2 separate regions of the Mus musculus genome follow, and region 2 is linked to region 1. The links are chromatin contacts, called in public Micro-C maps. All regions are on one chromosome and are shown on one strand. The core of a region is the stretch at or near the end of the contact, and the rest is flanking DNA. Distances in the headings are between cores, read along the strand shown. Region 1 holds the start of Fsd1l (fibronectin type III and SPRY domain containing 1-like). Region 2 overlaps Tmem38b (transmembrane protein 38B).

The links. Hi-C and Micro-C count contacts between places; a contact is called where the count stands out from the background.
Region 2: a Micro-C map of muscle stem cells shows a contact between it and region 1, with 6 times the contacts expected there. The contact joins the enhancer-like site here to the promoter of Fsd1l in region 1. A contact is called at or near these places in 2 of 39 promoter capture datasets (the 3T3-L1 cell line and the HPC-7 cell line), 3 of 484 Hi-C or Micro-C datasets (extraembryonic endoderm stem cells, muscle stem cells and myocytes) and 1 of 9 other capture datasets (liver).

What each region holds. Positions count from the first base shown.
Region 1 is chr4:53,629,168-53,635,680 of GRCm38.p6, reverse strand. Fsd1l (fibronectin type III and SPRY domain containing 1-like) reads right to left here and starts at 4,210. Exons shown (of 13, transcript NM_001195284.1): 1 at 4,069-4,210. The coding sequence starts at 4,083.
Region 2 is chr4:53,842,169-53,848,681 of GRCm38.p6, reverse strand. The region is part of intron 2 of Tmem38b (transmembrane protein 38B); the gene reads right to left. Among named protein-coding and RNA genes, the nearest start is that of Tmem38b, 19 kb to the right of the region's middle. Within about 2 kb of position 3,436, at least 6 of the 459 cell types and tissues checked have an H3K27ac peak or open chromatin away from gene starts, as enhancers often do. A contact at or near this core is called in muscle stem cells, where this site is marked.

The sequences.
Region 1 (6,513 bases), core at 2,961-5,460:
TGGCAAGTCCACCTGCTTCCAAGTATGGTCCGTGTGGAATAGCCACCACTACAGCCAACATCCAGTATGTGCTTGCTGCATGAATAATCCTGTTGACATTCAGCCAAGCATTGCAAAGAGGCATTGTGTTAAAACTTAAAAAAAAAAAAAAAGCCTGCTTCATTACTGATATTTAGAAACTGCCAAGTTCAATTAAAAACACGAAGGTACTAATATGTGAGTATAGAGTGCATGGGCACTCACATGGTGTTCATTTCTGTGGCACTTCATGGTCTACAGCTCTATTGAGAGAGGTAAGATTCCCACCCCTCCCTCCAAGAAGAGAAAGAAAGGAAGGAAGAGGAGACGCTGATGCAGGACAGAGATCTTACCTGACCTGCATGCCAGACTTTCCTCTCACTTGTACTCTATACCACGTATCAACACTTCACTACACTTGACAAGTGTCTAAAACAAACCAACAAACCTGACCACTGTACTGGGGTTTGTCCCTAATAACATTTTATTTGTCTAAAAGATCTATTTTCTTTTTAATTATGTGTATGTGTGTGGGGAGGCGCACATGCATGCAGGTGCTTGTGAGTCATCCGATGTGGGTCGTAGAATCAAACTCTGGCCCTCTTGCAAGAGCAGGAAGGGCTCTTAACTGATGAGCCATCTCCCCAGCTCCTAACTGTTGGGACCTAATATTTTAAATTTTAATAACCTTAATTGTTTTAGTATTTAGAAGCCAAGAATACAGGCCTGGAGAGAGGTAATGAAAAAGTGTGGAATATGGAAAAAACAAAAACAAAAATATCAACCTGGTTTGAATCCAGACTGCCACTTGCTAGCCGAGTGACTGTGTGAACCATGAGAGAATTCTGCTGTGAGAGTGTAGTGTGACATGGTACTGTATGCACAACACCCAACTTCCAGTCTTCTTCACTTCCCTTGAGAAACTTTTTCTTTTTTAAATTGAAAGCAAGTAAGGGACACGGATGGGTCAATTGGATAGCTATGGATACCCAATTGGATATGGAGTACAGCAAGTATCAGGATTTAAGAGGAAACAGGTAAGACAAATGCAGATGTCCCCAGTCGAGCTTTACCCTGTAGTATAAAGGAGACCTTTGAGTCCCTACCCAGCTAGGAAGAACACTCAGAAAAACAATGGGGAAAGCATTTAACAAAGCCAGCTCCTAACAGCATCCTCCCTCTGCCCACCCTCTCACCCCCACTGCTGTAACAAGCACCTTTCCTAGAAACAGAAAGCCCCATGAATACCAGTGATCTGCACGGAAATTTACCTTGCACTACCAACTTCAAAAGAAGTACCCAAGAGGCTCAGCTGTCTTATTTGTTTCAGTGTTTTCTCTGAATGTGCACATTTATTTCATCGGGTAAAGAAACCTTCCAGATTTTATCTTAGAACCACTTAAGGACATATTCAAAAGGTCTGGGGATCAAACAAAGCCACCTATCCATAACACATCCTGCTCACAAAAGTGTCCCAGAAACTCTACATAAACAAAATCCCTCTGTCCATTTCTAGGAGATAATACTGCTTCTGTATCCTACAGTATGCCTTACACACCCACAGCAACTTCGTCTTCCTCCTCTACTGAAATAGAGCATTTGTTGCTAACAAAACACTGAAGTCGTTTCCACAGACAAAAGAGAAAAAAAAAAGGCATCTGGGGAAGCCACCCCATGTGCTGACCAGCCAGCAGCACCCATGTACTGAGCAGCCAGCAGCAAGCTTCTGTAAGACACCCAGTTAATGTCTTTATCATAGATTGCCTGACTCACAACTCTTAATCCTCTTTGTATTGGGACTTAACAACTGTCTCTTGGCACCACCAACTGAAATAATTTCTTAAAGATAAACAAGGAGAGAACACACCTTAAGGAAGTCTAGGAGTGGCTCTGAAAAGAAAAACGTGATTTTGAGGTTGAGCGTCTGCGATTAACAAGAGCTCACAGATAATACTGTTGGGTGGTTTTCCAGAAATGGACACAATCCTCATAACTCTTAAAGAGACTGCAGTGGATATTCTATTTTATAGATGAAGAAATGGAGACTCATGGCAAATCATCTAAGCTATGATGGCCCATAAACAGTATGACCAGAGAGCTGGCTCCTCTTAATAACTCACAACCCAAATCCCTAGGCCTTCCTTGCCACTTACAGCATGTCGCTACTTTCTTTATAGACCTGGGGACCATTTCTGCTACCATTTTTATGTGAACATTCTACAACAGGAAATAGTCTGGAAACCTCATGCTACAGGTGCACTACTGTCTTAGATAATAGACAAGAATACCCAATTAGTTCATTACTATTTGTAGCTAGTAACTAACTGACTCTGCAGCAAACCGTAAGAAAATGAAGCTCAGGTTGACAGCACGAGTGCTAATTACAAACATTAGACCTAGATATCCATCAGAAGCCATAGCACAAGCTCTCCTCGCTAGAAGATTGCTTGATACCTCCACCAAAATTTTAATATTGAAAAGTTGACTTTTCAGAATTATCCAGTACATCAACACCAGTAAAAGAACAGCTAACTCTTCACTACCTCTGGGGAAACTACTTATGGGATCCTGTGGGTGCACAAATACATTGTCTAAAATGAGAAAAACCTGGTTGAAACCATGTTTGTCCTTATAGAACTCACAACGTCAAACACTTGATTCCTCAGTGTCCCCTGATAAGATGATCTACATTGAAGCACTTTTAGCATTTTACCATGCACAGACTATTTTAGTACTAATTATTCATAAACTTGAAAATACTGTTTTCCGAATGGAGTATTTTATCCAGACTTTCTAATAGTATATTCTTTTCTTATTTCTACAGAACAGAAGATGAAAGAGAGGAATGTGCGCTGCATACAGGTAGCAAACACACTGCACCCTGAAACTCATCTTTCCGGATTCTCCAGGCACTTGCTCTTCTTCCTTTTGACCTTTGCTAATGCCCACTTAAATATCACATGATGCCTTTCCTCTAATAAGTCATGCAATGTTTTATCAGCCTAACAGAGAATCCTTTAAATTTATACACACTCAAAATACACATTCTTAGACATACTAGTAATCTCTTTAAAAGATACTATAGTATAGTTGTGGAAATAATAATTGGATATACCCAAATGAATGGGTCTCAAGGCAAGCTCAGAAAGATGAATCCAGGTAAGAATTGCAGTTTTTCTCTAACTCTTTCTGGCACTTTCTATGCAATAATAAAAAAAGAATGGCCTCTTAGAAATGCCCTTGTTTTCCCTGATGTATTATTAATAACACTTGTGTTTTTCTTTCCTATACCGCAATGTATTGCAATTACACTATAACATAACAAAGATAGCAAGGTGGCTTACTTTTTTAATACAGGAATTACTACTGAATATTAAAAATTCAGTTGCAATTGTATTCAGTGCACTATTTGCTTAATTAAAAAAGGCTATTGTGTAACTCTTTCCTTAAACTTGTTCTCAAAGTACTAAACATTCCGAAACAAGACTACTGGCCAGCCTCACCAACTGAAGGACGAGGGTGGGGCAGCGGCCCTGACAACTGCCTTTTTCCTCAATTAGGCAAACACTGAGATCTGCTTATAAATAAACCACTAGCAAGGCAGTGGGCAGATGTACAAAGGAGATTCAGTCCCCGGACCTACAGCGCAGAGACCATGCTGAAGACACGGTGGAAGAAAAGAGACACCAGCTTCCGCGCGGGCGGGGATCCCCCCACGCGAGGCCGAGCCTTGGTCCTCACTCCAACCGAGGAGGGACCCACCCTCGGAGCACGCCGCGGGCAGCGGGAAGAAAGGGGCCTAGCGCCCGCAGAGGGCGGCAGAGACCCGGGTGCGGCTCGCGGTTTCCTCCCCGCAGTGCCTTCCCGGAGCCAAGAGCAGGACAGAGGTCGTCCGGGGTCCCGGGCGCGGCCATCGCTCCCTGCGGGCTCTCAGGTCCCGTCGGGTCGGGTCGGGTCGGGTCGGGTGGGTCCCAGGCCCGGCCTCGTCCTCCGCGCCCAGCCCCGCGCGCCCCGCCCACCCTCTCGGCCCCGCGCTGCGCCCCCGCTTACTTTCTGCGAGTCCATGGCTAGGGACTAAGCCCTCCGGGCCGAACTTGTCACCGGAGCTGAGTGAGAAGCTGGAGGAGCCTTAGAGACCCGCTACCTCTGCCGCCGTCAGCCTTGTCCCGTCCCGCAGAGATCCCGCCCGTCCGCGCCCAACCCGCGCGCGCGCCGCTACCGAGCCGCGGTTGCCAGGGTGAAAGGGCGGCCCGCGGGAGGGTGGGGTGCGAGCGCGCCACGCATGCGCATGCGTGCGCCGACACCCGCACCGGCGGAGAGGATGGAGCGCTGCCTGGCCGCCTGCGTCTTCCTTCTGCAACTGCTTCTTTCTTTGCATCCTTTTTCCTGTGCCATCGCTGCGGGCCTTGCAATGAACCATTGGGCACCCAGCAGCCAGGTCGTGCGGAGAGCCTGGGAGCTAGCTCAGCCCGGGACGCATCCTTCACCTGCAGCGTCTCTCCACTTAGCCTTGGTAGGCCAGGCCCAGTGATCCAGCTGGAATAAACACGCTAGGATGGAGAGGCCGCGGAAACATGTGGAAGGGTCTTCAGGGAGCGTGGTGGAAACCTTAAAGGGCTCTGGGACAAGGGGTAGAAAGAAGTTACAGATACGTGGGTATGGGACCACATGGGCTTTGTTGCCTGGTCAACCTTGCCCTACTAGTATCTTGCTACCTTGTAAGCAAGTCTTTTTCCGTGACCTGTGTCATCAATGAAATAGAATGAATGCAGACCTCGCAGAGGACAGCTTAAATCCTGTGTTTGAACTCCCCAGAGCATGGAGTAAATGAGAGTGGGACAGCACATTAGAATCTGCTCAGGACGGGTGGAGCTGGCAGTGCAGACCAGAAAGCTTGGGGAGAAGACTTGGAAAGGTTCTCCAGAAAGGCAGGCTTCATCTCCATTTAGGTGACTCAAGAAAAATTCTTCTGGGTGTTCACATCCTAATGGAATAAAAGGGAAACGAGTATGAATGAGCCTTACGAACCGGTTCTGCCCTTCTACACAAATCCTCAGTGAAAAGGCCTGCTTCTCAAAGAGCTTACAATCTAAGGTGGGAAATGACAATACAAATCCATGAGGCTGTTAGAAGAAAAGTTTGTAAGAGAAATCAGGGAGGAGGAAGATAGATCAGTGGGCAGACATGAGTACCAGAGTCTGTATACCCAGAACCTGGTACCCACATAAAAGCCAAGTGACCACAGACACACACCAGCACACAGGTGCCCCCACTTGTGTGCCCACACATTGTAATACCCTCGACCAAAGCACACACATGAAAAAATTAACAAAGGAGGAAATTGCATGAGGTAAATGGAAGAAATAAAGTAAACAATTAAATTGCACAGAGTTAATAGACTCCGAAGAGGTGGGGTGCAATTTCCTGACATTACGCAGGAATGACCTGGGTAAGGGTTATATGAAAGGGGTTGAGGAAGAATATCTAGTTAGAAGGACAGTTAAGAATCAAGACCTTGGAGAGGCAGGAGCTGTTTTAGATGAATCATATTTACACTTCAATGTTTTATGTTTCTACTAGAGTCCAACGACACTGTGGTTTCTTAAGATCAAAACTTCTTTTACCACACCTGTATTCTGACCTTAGCAAAGAGCAGGCCACACACTGTGCACCCAATAGACCTTTTTTGTTTGTTTGTTTGCTTTGCTTTGCTTTATTTTTTCTGGAGACAGGGTGTATAGTCCTGGCTGTTCTGGAACTTGCTTTGTAGACCAGTCTGGCTTCAAACTCACAGAGATTCTCCTGCCTCTGCCTCTTGAGTGCTGGGATTAAAGGAGTGCACCACCACCACATGACCCTTTCTTACCTGAACAGAAATGCAAGGTATATGATAAAAGACACAAAAGGAAACATGGTTTAGACAGGGCTAAGGAAACAATGCTCGCAGGCCTGGCTGGGGCTTAGGAGAGGAATGCCCAGCTTCACTCCTGCCAGCTGAAGGGAGGCTGGCATGCAGTCCTTCAGAGGAGCCAGCTCTTGATATCAAGGGAAGGGACTCTACTAGCCAAGCCCCCTCAATTACATGGGGGAGATGTGACAGAAGCCAGGTCCCCAACCACTGACCCAGGGCTGGTGGCTTGGAGGGCTGATCTCAGTGCTGAAGTGGAGTCATTTTCTATGGCTGAGAAATGCAACCTGCAGAGGAGAGGACATCAGAGGTCAAACTGCCACCCTTGACTGACACTGTGGACCCATCACGAAAGGACGGAAAGAGCATTTGGTCTCATCTCCAAAGTTTCACCCCACTTCCACCAGAGGCAAGCTCCTGGGCAAGGTTTGAGTAACAAACACCACCACGAGGTCAAGAAAGTGGGTTTGGGAGACACAGTCGCCCTGCAATGTGATCACCAGACTGTCACAGAGCCACACCCTGGGAGCTCATTTCTGGCTCCTTGCCCCAGTCTCTGTAGCTCTTTCCTTTCAGGCCAGCCAAGC
Region 2 (6,513 bases), core at 2,187-4,686, 210 kb before region 1:
GCATGAGGAGGAGAAGCCACGTACTTTGCAATGCTCTATACAATTTTTTCATTCATCCATACACTATGAGAAGAAAATTAGGTACATAATTAATTAAGAGAAAGAAGCAAGTGCCTTACCAGTTCCAGCAGGTATGGACTATGCGCATACGATGTCTTTGTTCTTAGGGAAAAGGAGTTAGACAAACCAGCCTTTGGGCAAAAAAGCAAGGGCAGCATTTCTACTCCTACCACTATCTTGACCTGTGTCCCTTAGCTTAGAGTGTAAGTTAGAAATCTATACAAAGACAGAGAGAACTCCCAAGGAAATAGGCTGATGTTGTGGAGAATGTATGTTCATGCATCTGAAAGAATATTGAGCTCAATCTTTAATTTGATTGAAGAAGCTTAGTTATAGCCAGTGAAGTTGTTGCTAATTTAACAGTAATACAGCTGTTCTCTGGTGATCCAGAGTTTTAAACTTTGTTCTTCAGCATCTCCTCAAATACTACCAACATTATTTACTAGAAAATACAGGTTTTCCCCTCCATTCCTAATAGACAGTTTGGTATGTAGAGCACAATACATCTTCTAATGGAGTGATACAGAAAACAGGGCACAGAAAAAAATGTTTGGGCCGGGCGTGGTGGCGCACGCCTTTAATCCCAGCACTTGGGAGGCAGAGGCAGGAGGATTTCTGAGTTTGAGGCCAGCCTGGTCTACAGAGTGAGTTCCAGAACATCCAGGGCTACACAGAGAAACCCTGTCTCGAAAAAAAAAAAAAATGAAAAAAATGCCTGGTTTTTTTTTTTTAATCAAGTGTTAATTTTATTCTAATTCATGAGTCATAAACACAAAAACCTCACATGCATTCACCAAATATAAAATATTTGCCAACACTGCTCCCGAGACCAAATATGGAAGCAAAGGTCAGCCGCTACATTCTTCTTACTCAAGGTCCCACTCACTGCACCACAGTCCACAGAATGTCTGTTTCATTTCATCTCAACACAAGACAGGCGGTGGCTCTGTACAGCTGAAGCAGTTGCTTCTTACACCTCAAAGTGGCTCTCATACACTGCTCCTTACTACATAAAGTAAAGGCTACAGTGCTCATCATTGGATTCCACTGGTTGCTGGATGGCAGGAATCAACTTATCAATCTTATCAACTGTTCTCGAACCAAAAACTCAGCACAGTGAAAAATAGCTCTAAGCTGAATTCAATCTGGAGGCAAAATACAAAACATATCAAAGAATCAATTAATTACAGAGTAAGGAATGAAATATCTGGAGACAATTTTAAGTAAACTGAAGTAAGATGGTTTAAATTTTTTTTACATTGACATATGATATTTTGAAAGTTTTAAATGTAGAAATGATTTCTAGGAAGTTGGACAATGGAGAAAAAAATCATATACACTTAAATAATGAATTGTCTATATATTCTTAATAAAATGAGACAATACTTTGGTATCTCTTATAGATTAGATAAAGAACAGATGCTATAGTTTTCCTTCAGTAGTAACTCACATTAAAAATGGCATGCTCAAAAGAACAAAACCAGTATTACAACAGCTCCATTTGCCTTCCCTAATTCCATCTGTAACATGTGCTCAAACTTATTACACAACAGCAGCTTTTACATTCAACTATGCCATATAACAACACACCATCTATAAGTTATAATTGTTGCTTTTTTAATAAGATATTTGTTTTTTTTTCTTTTGGTTTTTCTTTTCTTTTTTTAAGATTTACTTGTTTATTTTATGCATGTGAGTACACTGTAGCTGTACAGATGGTTGTGAGCCTTCATGTGGTTGTTGGGAATTGAATTTTTAGGGCCTCTGTTTGCTCCGGTCAACCCCACTTGCTCCAGTCAACCCCCGCTCACTCAGGTCAACTCTGCTCACTCAGGCCCAAAGATTTATTTATTATTATACATAAGTACATTGTAGTTGTCTTCTGACACACCAGAAGAGGGCGTCAGATCTCATTATGGGTGGTTGTGGGCCACCATATGGTTGCTGGGATTTGAACTCATGACCTTCATAAGAGCAGTCAGTGTTCTTACCCACTGAGCTATCTCACCAGCCCTCTCCTTTTGGTTTTTTCAAGACAGGTTTCTTTTGTAGTCCTGGCTATCCTGAATCAGCTCTATAGACCAGGCTAGCCTCAAATTTACAGAGATCTACCTGCCTCTACCTCCTGGGTGCTGGGATTAAAAGCACATGCCACCATTGCCCTGCATCAGATATTTCTAAAGTACACATAAAACCTTACATATTAGTGAAACCTCTGTGCCCACCTGAGTTGCCATGGAGCAAAAGGAACAACTCTGTCATGTCCAACAGACTTATGAATGAGCGTGAAAGACAAATGACTGCAGACAAAATCACTCTTGTTCTACAATATAAGTTAGCTATATAATGTTCCGCTGATGAATTACTGGGAAATGTCATTAATTAAACAGCACATCTCTTCTGTAAAGATTGTAATTTCACCTTAAGTTTGTAATATCCAAAAAACCTTTACCTTGTAAGTACCTAAAACATACACATAGATACATATACATATGTATACATACAGGAAAGGAAAAAGAAATGGAATGAGAAGATAATAATGGATTTCTCAGATACTTTTAAGTTCTGTGGGTCAGATTAATAAAAAGAGAAAAATGACAAAGGGTAGAAATTAGTGTAAAATAGGATACAACCAACATAAACCAGTGTAAACAGGTTTTAAGATGGGAGCTGAATTTAGGTTAAAACCAGGGGTTAAGCAGAAGGCGCTTTGCTGGGCTCATCACTGAGAACACTCCCTCTCTTACCATCAACTCTCCCTGTCTACCTAAGGCAGTATCCTTAGGCCAAAACTGGGCCAAACAGAACACAAACCACACCCATGTTAGTCTACTGCAATAGCCCTGGCCTCTGGTTAGGACACCAAAGAAATTTCATGGATATATCTTGAAAAAGATTATAAAACTGTGACTCTTATATTTCCCTCATTTAAATGTAATCTCCTTAAAGAATGCCTGGAAGTTTAAGGAAAACATTATGAGACATAAAATCATTAGATAGAAAAATTATAAATTATGTACTGCCCGCATAAATAAATGGCTTTTTAAAAAGACAACACAAATGAAAGTATATGGAGTTTTCAGACAACAGCTGTATACAGACAGAAGCAAGCTCTTGTCTGTCTTTACCAGTAGATGGTGCTAACCCCCAGGCATGCTACCGTTCTGAAGCTGACCTCACTTGAATATATAATTCCCCAGATCATTTGACTCTCAAAATCAGAAGCAAAGACTGACATGTTATTCTAAATGTTAAAACTTTTCTAATTAAACAATAAGATACACTGTCTTGACTCTAGCATCATTTCTCATATTGAAGAGACTGTAAGGACAACATTTCTATTTCAGAGTTCAAAGCAATTTACTGCTTATGCACCAACTAACAGATGAAATAACCATGGTTTAAATCTGGGCTCTGGATACTCAGGGTCTCCAATTCCTTGGCTAAGTCATTAATTTCTTTGTGCCTTGCGTCACGCTCTGTTAAGGCTAAAGCAGTACTCACCACAGCTTCAAAAACCCAGAATTACAGGGCCCAGATATAACTAGTGACCTGCATCCAGTACAGAGCAAGCAAAATCCGAGTGTGAAGACTAACCAGAGAAGCATGGCACTGTGGCCATGAAACTCTGGCAGCACACACACACCCTGGTTTAAAGATGAGAAAGGTTAAATATAGGCGAGCAAAGAACAGAACAAAATTAATTAACAATGTCAGAATATTCTGATTTTGTAATATCCTTTGTCCAACAAATAACAAAATTCTTTATATCTAGGTAAATTCCAAGTATTACATATATAACAGAGACATGTTAAATAATAATAAATAGGCTTGAATTTGAATTAGAGATAAATATTAGTATGAACTCAAGTCATTTTCTCTTTCTTTACCCTAGCTCATTTCAATAGATGCCTTAGCAGTGTCTCCAATGCTCTGAGTGAACCTTGAAAAAACTATTTCTCCTTAAATGAAACTAAAACTAATTCCAGAAGAAAGGTATAAGAATCTTAAAATACCAAGAGGCATGAAAGCTGAAAAGGCTCCCACTGGCCAAAGATGGAACAGATTCAAATAATGACAAAAAATGCACTCTGTATAATCTCACAAATCATCCTTTAATCTGAGTTCATACACAGGTTTGTTGCTGTTGTTGCTGTTGCTGCTGCTGCTGTTGTTGTTGTTGTTGAACTGACCATCTTTGCAGGATGACCAGCAAACAAATAACCAAGCAACAGCCCTGCCTCTCTCTGAGAAGTACAACAAGCTAAATAAAGATCGGGCAAGTCAGAGTGTTGATAAATGCACGTGTGTGGCGGGAAAGGAAGGAGTATCAGGAGCAGTGGCCATACATCACAGCAAAGAGGACAGAGGGAGGGAGACTCTGTAGGGATGGACAGTAGGTCATGAGAAAGCTCAGGCTGTTGTTCCTGAAAAGACATTATTGCACGCAGGAGTGGCACACTATAACTTATTTTAAGATAATCACTTCATCATTATGTGAAGAATATCTAGGGGGTAATGAATAAAGCAACTAGCCCACCTAGGAAGTTACTGAAAGTCCAGGCCAGAAGTGGGAGGACTAGTACTTAACACTAGAAACAGGAGAGATAGGACGGTAACAGAATCTGGCTATCTTCCTTTTTATATAGTCTCAGCATTTATACAACATTAAAATAATCCAAAATGCTAGTATCTCTGTAAACGACCACTATAGACTGGAAGTCCTTTACAGTGCTTCTGGAGGACGATGCTAGGAGATGAGTCAGTCAGTCTAAGACACAGGGCAGCTGTCATGCGCGGAGGCTCTACAGTCACACTTGTTCTGACTCTAGCCTACTCAGAAATTATGGCAACTGTTCCCTGGTCTCAATTTCCTCGCTGTCAAGTGGAAGTAGTAACAACAGCTGCCTCTTGTGGAGGGTGAACAGAACGCACTGGAAGGCAGGCTGAAGACTGGGGAGGGTAGCGCAGGAGAGAGCAGGGAGCTTGGGAAGGATGGGGAGTCGGCCAAAACTAAGCATGTATGAAAATGCCATAAGGAAACCTGTCACATGTAATCCAATGCTTTTAATTCTTAAAGGGTTGGAGAGGTGGCTCAGCAGGTAAGAATAGTGGCTGCTCTCACAGAATACCTGGCTTCCTTTTTCAACATCATAATTGTGGCTCACAATTATGTGTAATTTCAGTTCCAGGGTATTCAATGTCCTCTTCTGGCTCCTGAGGGACCAGGCACATACATACATTCGTGTTATATATACATACATACATACATATGTACATACAGACATTCAAGCAAAACACCCATACACATAAAACAAAAATAAATAAATCAGCCCGGCGTGGTGGCACACGCCTTTAATCCCAGCACTCGGGAGGCAGAGGCAGGCGGATTTCTGAGTTCAAGGACAGCCTGGTCTACAGTTAGTTCTAGGACAGCCAGGGCTATACAGAGAAACCCTGTCTCGAAAAACCAAAATAAATAAATAAATAAATAAATAAATAAATAAATCTTTAAAAACATAATTATAGTAGCTACTTCACAGGACTCATAGTATGAAAATAAATATAAAGAATTTACCTAATATCTCGTTCAATACATACTAGCTATCGAATGATTAACTCCACTCCACCCACCTTCCACAGCCAAAAAATATAAACTACTAAGAGAAAGAAAGTAGTGATTTTACTGAAAGCAAGCAACACCCTGTGAAATCTTTGAAGACTTTCCTGTGTAAGTCTGGTAGTATAGTCTCTTTCATTCTCATTTGATAGAGTGAGTTATGATTTAGATACCAACTACTTGAGAGAGAAATTTGTAATTGTTGTTAGTAAAAAAAAAAATCCTAATTTAACACCAGATTAGATTAAAAAACAAAACACAGTAAAACTTGGAGGAGGCTTAGCCTGCAGAACAATTCGATGGAGTCAGCCATTCCATACCTGATTGTATAGCTTACACATTTATTGGATGTTTAGAACAGTTATAGATGAATTTAACATTTAGCTACAAATCAGAGAAATGCAACATATAGTTCCATAGTATTTAAGTAATTTTTTTCTCTTAAAGTCACCAGGAAAAGATTTTGTCAGGAAAAAAATTATAATAGCTACTTGTGGTGGTTTGAATATAGTGGCACTATTTGCAGATGTAGCCTTGTTGAAATAGGTGTGGCCTTGTTAGAGGAAGTGTGTTACTGTGGACGTGGGCATGAAGATCTTCATCCTAGCTTCCTGGAAGTTAGTATTCTCCCGTTGTCCTTCAGAACAAGAAACAGAACTCTCAACTCCTCCAGCCCCACATCTGCCTAGACACTGCCAGGCTCCCATCTCGATGATACTGGATCTCTGACCCTATAAGCCAGCCCCAATTAAATGTTGTCCTTTATAAGACTTGCCTTGGTCATGGTGTCTGTTCACAGCAGTAAAACCCTAACTAATAATATACTACTTCAC